Linked DNA regions of Mus musculus: region 1 is linked to region 2. The links are chromatin contacts, called in public promoter capture Hi-C maps. All regions are on one chromosome and are shown on one strand. The core of a region is the stretch at or near the end of the contact, and the rest is flanking DNA. Distances in the headings are between cores, read along the strand shown. Region 1 holds the start of Ces2c (carboxylesterase 2C). Region 2 has its middle 23 kb from the start of 4932416K20Rik.

Region 1 (5,654 bases), core at 2,264-4,763, 76 kb before region 2:
ATCTTACCTGAAAAAGCCCAGGACACCCAGACGATACTGGATAGTAACAACCACCAAGTCCTCATTGACTGTCAATAGAGATCCATCAAACATGGAAGCCATTCCTATAACCAGTGCACCTCCATGGATCCACACCATCACCTGGAGAAGTCAAGAGAGATGCCAGGAAGCTCCTAGCCTGTCCAAGCTCTCTGGTCTGCTTACTAGACTATCAACTCCTGGGACTCTGTGCAGCTACAGACATATGTAAAAATTCTCAGGACTTCAGAGCCTTGGCCACTGCCAGGGCCACTAGTATTCCTATTAATGTATTTCTAGTCCCCATTCCCACCTTGTGTCTCAGTTTGAATTCATTGCTCTCTATATAGAATAATCTCATCATTACATAGGCTCTTCACAGTGGAACAAAGTGGGGTGTTTCCATGAATATCTCTCCAGATTACAAATGGAAAGGATCACCAACCCTCATTGTCACAACAGATAACCCAAGAGTATAAGTTTGAGTGACCTCAGTTTTGAGGTCTTGAGCCCCTAAGTGGATCTGCAAAGAACAAGTCATTGAATGAGTTCTGATTTCATCAGACATCAAGGGCCTTTGATGGCTCAGAGGTCCAGTGCTCTGTGTCCCATACCCAGGATTCAGCTGCATCATGTGGCTGAGATGGTCTTCTTTGACCCAAGAAAGGTAAGACTTTTATCAGAGTCCACCCTGTAATGGAACTCAGGTTGTTTTATCCCTTCTAATCATCTTGACAAAATGCCCTCTCCCCAAGCTGGCCACAGCCTGACACTCACAGGCAGGTTAGAGCCCTCATGGGCATGGGCTGGGGTGTAGATGTTGAGATACAGGCAGTCCTCAGACATAGGGAAGGAAGACAGCATCATTTTCATATCTGGCAGGCCTGCTTCATTCAGCATGTCAAGATTTTGCAGACACCTTTGAAATTAGTAAACAGACATTCCAAGACATGGATGGTGATCCAAACCCAGTGTGATTTTGCAGATTTTTATCCCAGCCATGTTCAACCTGTGAATACATATTCTGTCTCCAAGTCCCTTCCAACCAAGGTAAAGGCCACGTACACCAGTAAAGCTGGTATGGAGCCAGATTTCTAAGGAGGCCCCCAGTTAGGTGGGGCCTGGATTTTAATCTTTTCAAGTCTATGAAGAAGAGACTTGTAGCTGTCTCCATGGAAATGATTGGCTGTCTGCAGTGACGTTCATGTAATTGTATGAGAAGGGAAACTCGAGCTAAGCTTTAGCAGGTGTGTAAGCATTTTCTAGTCTCTTTTCCTGGGTGTAGTGGTTTGTATAAGCTCAGCCCATGGAATGGCACTATTAGATGTTTGGAGTAGGTGTGTCACTGTGGGTGTGGGCTATAAGACCCTCACTCTAGCTGTCTGGAAGTCAGTTTTCTGCTATCAGCCTTTAGATGAAGATGTAGAACTCTCAGCTCCTCCTACACTGTGTCTACATAGATGCTGCCATGTTCCTACCTTGATGATAATGGACTGAACTTCTGAACCTGGAAGGCAGCCCCAATTAAATGTTGTTCTTTATAAGACTTGCCATAGTCATGGTGTCTGTTCATAGCAGTAAAACCCTAACTAAAACTCTGGGCATGACTGTGATGTGAGCAGCTCCTGTAGTTTTGATTCAATGTGTTTACCCAAAGGATGGATTGTAATCTGGAGCCTCTAATAGTGGCTTTCTCCCCTCCCTTGCTTTTGTCGTTACCTTATTACAGCAACAGAACACAAGCTAAGATCCCCATATTGGAGTATTGGACTCAAACAGCTACTAGAGGATTCAGTGGACAACGCTGCCCTAACGGGTAGTGAGTAGTCCTTCATCACGTGTGCAGACTCTCAAGGAACTTCTTTTGTCTGCAGTGTCTCCAGAGGGATTTCACTACATATACTTGTTTCTTGTTCAATGGCACATGGCCTTATAGGTTTTCACAATGACTGTCAGGATGGGGTTAGCAAGTTATCAAAAACTGCTGTAGTCTTCAAGGACATGAAGTATATTCTCCTGGATTCAGAGTGCTTGCTGCCTAATATGTGACATTTACTCATGCCTAGAGATGCACCCATTGTGGCAGAGAACACTTTGGTTAATTGGAATGTGTGAACAATTTTATCTTTGTTTTTCTCCATAGTATATCCATGTTATTCCCTATGAGTGCCAAGCTCTGACCTAGGAGCCTGGCCCAGTTGTTCTAATCAACATTAGCACATCATCAGAAAAACCCATGGGGCACTCATCCACAAAGAGAGAAAACTGCTGTGTCACTGAGGTGGAGGAAACACTTCAGCATAGCACAGAGCTCAGAGTACATTCTCCCCCAGTGCCTGAAACCCTCTGGGTCCAAAACTTACATGGCCGGATGTGCAGTTCCATCTCTCACACCACTCCATGGTTCAGGGGCCTCAGGAGGTGCAAATCGCAGTGGTCCTACAGGAGGTTTGGCAAAGGGGATTCCCAGGAAGGTGTGGACACCAGCTTTAGTGTCCTTCACGTGGATAAGGCTGCCTTGGATCTGTCCTGTATGTGTGTTTCTGATGGGGTTGGCCTCTGGTGAGTCCTGACCTGGTGGAGAGATGCCTCTGGGTTAGTTTTCTGTAATCAGCTGCCAGCAGATTGTGAAATTTCCATCTCATTGTTACCAGGGTTCAGGAGAAGGGAACCCAGCCACCCTATCCCCAGTTCACCCGTGTTGTGTTAGTGTGGGAGGTTCCTTATCCCTCAGGCTAGGGGCCTTTTTATTACCATTTTTGAAGTGTGTCAGAACATTTCTCTAGCTAAAGAAGTTATCACACTTTTAGAGCCATTTGGCCACATGAGTTTATGATAATTGTTATTTTCATCCAAAGGTCAGTAGTAGTTATTGTCATTATCATACACCAAGTAGGGAAAAGTGTCTTTTTACTTTCCCTAGAATTATCTCCTTCTGGCCTTACACTGAATTTTCTCCTCAGTATGAGGTGATCTGAGATGTCTCTGACCCTCTGAGTGCTAGTGGGTCCACAAAATATGTGTGCTTTTGTCGGGGAACATGTTTCTCATCTTTTGTCTATTATGCCATTCTTCAACCTTTGGGCCATGACCATTGGAAATCACATATTCCTGATGATCTTAGGAACTGAGAAGCCACTCAAGAGCAACATTACAGTAAGGAAGAAGCAATAGAAATGGTTTTATGGTTGAGTGTTTCTGATGCTGTCGGATATATGGGTTCTTCAATGGTCATGACCTACAGGTTGAAAATGGCTGATCTATGGTTTACATAAGTGACCCTCCTATTCCTTCTCTCCCACAAGCTTAGCTCTGACTCCAATCATTCCCCATTGACAGGTTAGTTAGCCTCACCCTGCACATGGATAAGAAGAAGCAGCAGCCCGAAGAACCCAGCATTCAGCCAGTTATGTAGTTGGTTCCGTGTCATGATCAGCTCTCAGTCCTAAGTCTGTGCTGCTAAGATGACCAAGTTTCACAAACAGGAAGCATAAGGAGTGAACCTTGCACAGGCAGCTATTTAAACCAAAAGGGTGTAGGTGGGGCCATTGTGTGACGGGTGAAAGTTCTCATTGCAGGAACAGTAATTAGTCACAAGTGATAGGAGCCAATGGCCAGGAGGTAGGGGAAAGTCCCCTCTGCTGCTTCTGTTCTCTCTCTGGCCTCCTGGAAAGGCACAGCATGAATTCTGGAACTTGTCTGGGATACCAGGAACCCTGTCTCCTCACCTGGCCAGAAAGCTGTAACAGGAGAAGCCAGAGTGCTTCTGTGAGAAGGTCATAGTCAAGATGTCACAGGAGAATCAGGCAAGTGCAGAAGCTCTGAGTGTAACCTCAGCTTCAAGACTCCTGTGCTTTGAAGACTCAGTTTACTGAGCCTGCTTCCCGAGTCCCTGGTTCCTACAATTATCTTAGGATCTGCATGGACAGTTTCCCTATTAAGTCACACTTGTTTTAACAAGACACATGGATACTCTGGTGCTTTAAAGGTCACAGTCCCTTCTTTCCCTCTCTCTTCCCCTAACTGCTGGCTCTCAGCTTGAATAGATTCTATGGTCCTTATTGATCTTTCTTCTTGCCATTACCATTTTTGTAGCAATTAACCTTGCTTTCTAGCTTGTGCTTTCTTTTTGGCCCTGTTTTAAAACATTTTTTTTTAATCTATAAAATAGAAAAGACATAGTTCTACAATGTCCAAGTCATTTCAGCAGTCATTTTTCAGTGGGGATTTACAGGGTCATGGGTGTAACCTGCCTGCAACAGGAATAGGCCTTCTTACTGCTGCTACCCAGTCTTTAAGTATGCTAGCATCTCTTGGAAGGGTGAACCATCATACTGCAAACCTTGCTAGTTTAATGAATCTAGGAATGAGTTCTTCATTGAATCAACAAGGAGCTTCGACCACCCACGTCCTATTCCCTTATACTCACTGTAAAATTTATGATAGTTATGCGAGGTCACATAAAAAAAAAAAGAACCATCCTTACACCTTTCTCAATCTCAGCAACACAGCAGTTTTCTCTCTTTGTGGATGAGTGCCTCATGTGCTTCTCAGATGTTGTGCTAAGATTGACTAGAACTATACCGTGCTCCTGGATCAGAGCTTGGCACTTATAGGGAATACCATGGAGGTACTATGGAGAGAAACACAGGTAAAATTGAGAAAAATAGGGGCACTCTTCTAAGTAGCAATATTAAACAGTTACACGGACTCTTACTGAAGGGTTATCCCCATTTGTGCTCTATATGTGATATGCCAGTTCATTCTAATAAGGAGTGGAGTCAATATACCAGTGGAGCAAGTCACAGTTGTCGATGCCAGCTTCTTCTTGAAATCTACCCAGAATGGAATCCTGACAGTGATACTGGACACACAATGGGTGATCCATTCATGCTGCGTCACTCTACAAACTCAGCACCAGGAATTCTGGGACTGCCACATCCTTCATTTCATCTTAGAGGACCAGCAGTTGGACCAGCAGGAAATCTGGGTGCTGCTAATGGGAACCTAAAGGGACCAAGACACATGCAAAAAGGCAGAGTGGAAGCCAGCTGAGTCGTTTACGTTATGGATTTTCAGCGAGGAAAAAGCTTGAAATACTAGCTATTACAACTGGTAGAACCATTTGGAGTCATTTCAAATCATCTGATTCTAAATACAATTAATGAGGCATTTATTTTAATGGCAACCACAGAAGATGCTCAGTGAGCCTTATGTGTAAATAAAGAATTGTATATTGATGAAGATGAAAAGTCGGGCTTTTAATGAGATGGAAACCAGAGAAGATGCAATGGCAATGGTTGACCACTGCCTAAAAAACGCAGTTTGGTTTCAAGGAAGATGGGTTAAAGTTGACCTGAGAAGTATAAAAAGCTGGTGCTGTGGTTTCCTAACAGAGGCATTGACTTACTGAAAAAAAGATAAATCCTGGAAAAGGTCCTATTCTCCAGATGGAAAAGAATCCCCAAGTGATTAGTAGTCTATACCTGATGGTGCTCAGAAGACTGAGAGTCCAGCTGAGGGTAGAGAACAAGAAGAGAAGGCAGGTGAGGATGGTGAGAAGGACTCCAAGGATGACCAGACAGAACAGGAGCCCAGTATGCTTCTTGAATCTGAAGATGAACTGCTGCTTATCG
Region 2 (5,514 bases), core at 2,941-5,440:
CACGATGGCCTAAGACTGATCTTCAATAACAACATAAATAATGGAAAGCCAACATTCACGTGGAAACTGAACAACACTCTTCTCAATGATACCTTGGTCAAGGAAGGAATAAAGAAATTAAAGACTTTTTAGAGTTTAATGAAAATGAAGCCACAACGTACCCAAACCTATGGGACACAATGAAAGCATTTCTAAGAGGGAAACTCATAGCTCTGAGTGCCTCCAAGAAGAAATGGGAGAGAGCACATACTAGCAGCCTGACAACACATCTAAAAGCTCTAGAAAAAAAAGGAAGCAAATTCACCCAAGAGGAGTAGATGGCAGGAAATAATCAAACTCAGGGGTGAAATCAACCAAGTGGAAACAAGAAGAACTATTCAAAGAATTAACCAAACGAGGAGTTGGTTCTTTGAGAAAATCAACAAGATAGATAAACCCTTAGCTAGACTCACTAAAGGGCACAGGGACAAAATCCTAATTAACAAAATCAGAATTGAAAAGGGAGACATAACAACAGATCCTGAAGAAATCCAAAACACCATCAGATCCTTCTACAAAAGGCTATACTCAACAAAACTGGAAAACCTGGACGAAATGGACAAATTTCTGGGCAGATACCAGGTACCAAAGTTGAATCAGGATCAAGTTGACCATCTAAACAGTCCCATATCACCTAAAGAAATAGAAGCAGTTATTAATAGTCTCCAAGCCAAAAAAAGCCCAGGACCAGACAGGTTTAGTGCAGAGTTCTGTCAAACGTTCAAAGAAGATCTAATTCCAGTTCTGCACAAACTATTTCACAAAATAGAAGTAGAAGGTACTCTACCCAACTCATTTTATGAAGCCACTATTACTCTGATACCTAAACCACAGAAATATCCAACAAAGATAGAGAACTTCAGACCAATTTCTCTTATGAATATCGATGCAAAAATCCTTAATAAAATTCTCACTAACCGAATCCAAGAACACATTAAAGCAATCATCCATCCTGACCAAGTAGGTTTTATTCCAGGGATGCAGGGATGGTTTAATATACGAAAATCCATCAATGTAATCCATTATATAAACAAACTCAAAGACAAAAACCACATGATCATCTCGTTAGATGCAGAAAAAGCATTTGACAAGATCCAACACCCATTCATGATCAAAGTCTTGGAAAGATCAGGAATTCAAGGCCCATACCTAAACATGATAAAAGCAATATACAGCAAACCAGTAGCCAACATCAAAGTAAATGGAGAGAAGCTGGAAGCAATCCCACTAAAATCAGGGACTAGACAAGGCTGCCCACTTTCTCCCTACCTTTTCAACATAGTACTTGAAGTATTAGCCAGAGCAATTCAACAACAAAAGGAGATCAAGGGGATACAAATTGGAAAGGAGGAAGTCAAAATATCACTTTTTGCAGATGATATGATAGTATATATAAGTGACCCTAAAAATTCCACCAGAGAACTCCTAAACCTGATAAACAGCTTCGGTGATGTAGCTGGATATAAAATTAACTCAAACAAGTCAATGGCCTTTCTCTACAAAAAGAATAAACAGGCTGAGAAAGAAATTAGGGAAACAACACCCTTCTCAATAGTCACAAATAATATAAAATATCTCGGCGTGACTCTAACTAAGGAAGTGAAAGATCTGTATGATAAAAACTTCAAGTCTCTGAAGAAAGAAATTAAAGAAGATCTCAGAAGATGGAAAGATCTCCCATGCTCAAGGATTGGCAGGATCAACATTGTAAAAATGGCTATCTTGCCAAAAGCAATCTACAGATTCAATGCAATCCCCATCAAAATTCCAACTCAATTCTTCAAAGAATTAGAAGGAGCAATTTGCAAATTCATCTGGAATAACAAAAAACCTAGGATAGCAAAAACTCTTCTCAAGGATAAAAGAACCTCTGGTGGAATCCCCATGCCTGACCTAAAGCTTTACTACAGAGCAATTGTGATAAAAACTGCTTGGTACTGGTATAGAGACAGACAAGTAGACCAATGGAATAGAATTGAAGACCCAGAAATGAACCCAGACACCTATGGTCACTTGATCTTCGACAAGGGAGCTAAAACCATCCAGTGGAAGAAAGACAGCATTTTCAACAATTTGTCCTGGCACAACTGATTGTTATCATGTAGAAGAATGGGAATCGATCCATACTTATCTCCTTGTACTAAGGTCAAATCTAAGTGGATCAAAGAACTTCACATAAAACCAGAGACACTGAAACTTATAGAGGAGAAAGTGGGGAAAAGCCTTGAAGATATGGGCACAGGGGGAAAATTCCTGAACAGAACAGCAATGGCTTGTGCTGTAAGATCGAGAATTGACAAATGGGACCTAATGAAACTCCAAAGTTTCTGCAAGGCAAAAGACACCGTCAATAAGACAAAAAGACCACCAACAGATTGGGAAAGGATCTTTACCTATCCTAAATCAGATAGGGGACTAATATCCAACATATATAAAGAACTCAAGAAGGTGGACTTCAGAAAATCAAATAACCCCATTAAAAAATGGGGCTCAGAACTGAACAAAGAATTCTCACCTGAGGAATACCGAATGACAGAGAAGCACCTGAAAAAATGTTCAACATCCTTAATCATCAGGGAAATGCAAATCAAAACAACCCTGAGATTCCACCTCACACCAGTCAGAATGGCTAAGATCAAAAATTCAGGTGACAGCAGATGCTGGCGTGGATGTGGAGAAAGAGGAACACTCCTCCATTGTTGGTGGGATTGCAGGCTTGTACAACCACTCTGGAAATCAGTCTGGCGGTTCCTCAGAAAATTGGACATAGTACTACCGGAGGATCCAGCAATACCTCTCCTGGGCATATATCCAGAAGATGCCCCAACTGGTAAGAAGGACATATGCTCCACTATGTTCATAGCAACCTTATTTATAATAGCCAGAAGCTGGAAAGAACCCAGATGCCCCTCAACAGAGGAATGGATACAGAAAATGTGGTACATCTACACAATGGAGTACTACTCAGCTATTAAAAAGTATGAATTTATGAAATTCCTAGCCAAATGGATGGACCTGGAGGGCATCATCCTGAGTGAGGTAACCCAATCACAAAGGAACTCACACAATATGTACTCACTGATAAGTGGATATTAGCCCAAAACCTAGGATACTCAAGATATAAGGTACAATTTCCTAAACACATGAAACTCAAGAAAAATGAAGACTGAAGTGTGGACACTATGCCCCTCCTTAGAAGTGGGAACAAAACACCCATGGAAGGAGTTACAGAGACAAAGTTTGGAGCTGAGATGAAAGGATGGACCATGTAGAGACTGCCATATCCAGGGATCCACCCCATAATCAACATCCAAACGCTGACACCATTGCATACACTAGCAAGATTTTATCGAAAGGACCCAGATATAGCTGTCTCTTGTGAGACTATGCCGGGGCCTAGCAAACACAGAAGTGGATGCTCACAGTCAGCTAATGGATGGATCACAGGGCTCCCAATGGAGGAGCTAGAGAAAGTACCCAAGGAGCTAAAGGGATCTGCAACCCTATAGGTGGAACAACATTATGAACTAACCAGTACCCCGGAGCTCTTGACTCTAGCTGCATATGTATCAAAAGATGGCCTAGTCAGCCATCACTGGAAAGAGAGGCCCATTGGACTTGCAAACTGTATATGCCCCAGTACAGGGGAACGCCAGGGCCAAAAAGGGGGAGTGGGTGGGCAGGGGAGTGGGGGTGGGTGGGTATGGGGGACTTTTGGTATAGCATTGGAAATGTAAATGAGCTAAATACCTAATAAAAAAATGGAAAAAAAATAGTTTCTGTGTCATTAGTGGGAGCTGGAACCTCAAGGCAGTCCGATGTCCGTCATCTCTACCTGTTCCTCCTCCCTCCCTGGTTCCTTTCATTCCCACTCTCAGCCTCTGATTCTTCAGAACTGGGGCAGCTCTGACCCTGGTCCCCTGTGCTAATTTAGATAGTCTCATCATTCATATGCTGGAGGAGAAGCAGGAGCCCACAGGCGACAACACACAGCCAACCAAGAAGTCTAGCCAATGGCGTGGTTGAATCTCAGGCCTAAACCTGTGCTGCTGCACATGAGAGTCTCACAGCAGGAAACAGAACAGATCGGCCTGGCCCAAGCAAGAAGTTGTACCTTTGGTGGGGGGGTAGGTGTGGAAATTTGGTTGGATGGGGCAAAGTTCTTATTGCAGAAGAACTGATAAGGTAATAGCCACAGGAAGCCAACAGCCAGCAGTCAGGACAAAGCCACTTCTGCAGTTTCTGCTCCTTCCCTGGCCTCTTGGACAGGCACAACATCCCATCTGAAGTCCTTCTTCAATACCAGGATCCCTGTGCTCCAACCCAGATCCATTTCTTCCTCTCTTTCCCCCCAGAAAGGAGCTAGCCTCCCAGGGATATCTTCTGATCATGGCTTAACAAGTTACAATAAGATCAGGTACAAATCCTCAGTCCCAAGGCAACCCTGTAGGATGGAGAGGGTCTCAAGAGTAGGCAAGGGAATCAGAGGCATCCCACTCCCACTGTTAGGAGTCCCAGAAGACCACTAAGCTACCCAACCATAACATTACGCAGAGGACCTAGCACAGCCCTATGCAAGCTCCATGGTTGCTGGTGCTTCAGTCTCTGAACCAATATGAGCCCTACTTAGATGATTCTGTGGGCTGTGTTATGGTGTCCTTGACCTCTCCTACAATTCTGCCACTCCCCCTCTTCATGGAGTACCCAAGCTCCGCCTAATATTTGGCTATGAGTGTCTGGAACTGCTCCCACCAGAGGCTGACAGGTGCCTCTCTGATGATAACTGGATTAGGCATAGATCTGTGAGCATAGTAGAATGTCATTAGGAATCATTTCATTAAACTTTTTTTGGCAAGTTGTGTTTGGTTCTATCTTAGATCTTCAGGCTATCCAGCCTCTGGTTTCTGGCCGTCCAGGCAATGTAGAATGTGGGCTCCTTCTTATGACATGGGCCTCAAGTTGACCATTACCTCATTAGTTGACCATGACCTCATTAGTTGACCATTCCACGTGTTCTGCACCACCATTATCCCAGAATATGTTGCAGGCAGGAAAAACTGTAGGTCAATATGGCAGTTTCTCACAACATTTGGAATTGATTTACCTCAAAACCCAGCTATACAACTCCTGTGCATATACCTAAAGGATGTTCCATCATACCATAATGACACTTGTTCAACTATGTTCATAGCAGCTTTATTCATAATACCCAGAAATTGGAAACAAGCTAGATGCCCCTCAACTGTAGAATGGATAAAGAAAATTGGTACATTTACACAGTGGAGTACTACTTAGCTGTTAGAAGAAAAAAAAAAATGACACCATGAAATTTGCAGTCAAATGGATGGAACTAGAAAAAAAAATCGTCCTGAGTGAGGTAACGCAGATCCAGAGAGACAAACATGTACTCACTTATGAGTGGCTATTAGCTGTTAAGTAAAGAATAATCACACTACAATCCACAGACTCAGGGAA

The links. Promoter capture Hi-C pulls out the DNA fragments that hold promoters and counts their contacts.
Region 1: a promoter capture Hi-C map of liver shows a contact between it and region 2, with 2.9 times the contacts expected there. The contact joins the promoter of Ces2c here to the enhancer-like site in region 2. A contact is called at or near these places in 6 of 39 promoter capture datasets (cranial neural crest, embryonic stem cells, frontonasal cranial neural crest and 2 more), 1 of 484 Hi-C or Micro-C datasets (nephron progenitors), 1 of 115 datasets of contacts at active chromatin or transcription factors (intestinal villus epithelium) and 3 of 9 other capture datasets (adipose tissue, liver and macrophages).

What each region holds. Positions count from the first base shown.
Region 1 is chr8:104,844,927-104,850,580 of GRCm38.p6, reverse strand. It overlaps Ces2c (carboxylesterase 2C), which reads right to left and starts at 3,513. Exons shown (of 12, transcript NM_145603.2): 1 at 3,373-3,513; 2 at 2,382-2,592; 3 at 796-937; 4 at 8-141. The coding sequence starts at 3,448. It also overlaps the pseudogene Gm33715 and the pseudogene Matr3-ps2.
Region 2 is chr8:104,769,252-104,774,765 of GRCm38.p6, reverse strand. It overlaps the pseudogene Gm6831. Among named protein-coding and RNA genes, the nearest start is that of 4932416K20Rik, 23 kb to the left of the region's middle. Within about 2 kb of position 4,190, at least 2 of the 459 cell types and tissues checked have an H3K27ac peak or open chromatin away from gene starts, as enhancers often do. A contact at or near this core is called in liver, where this site is marked.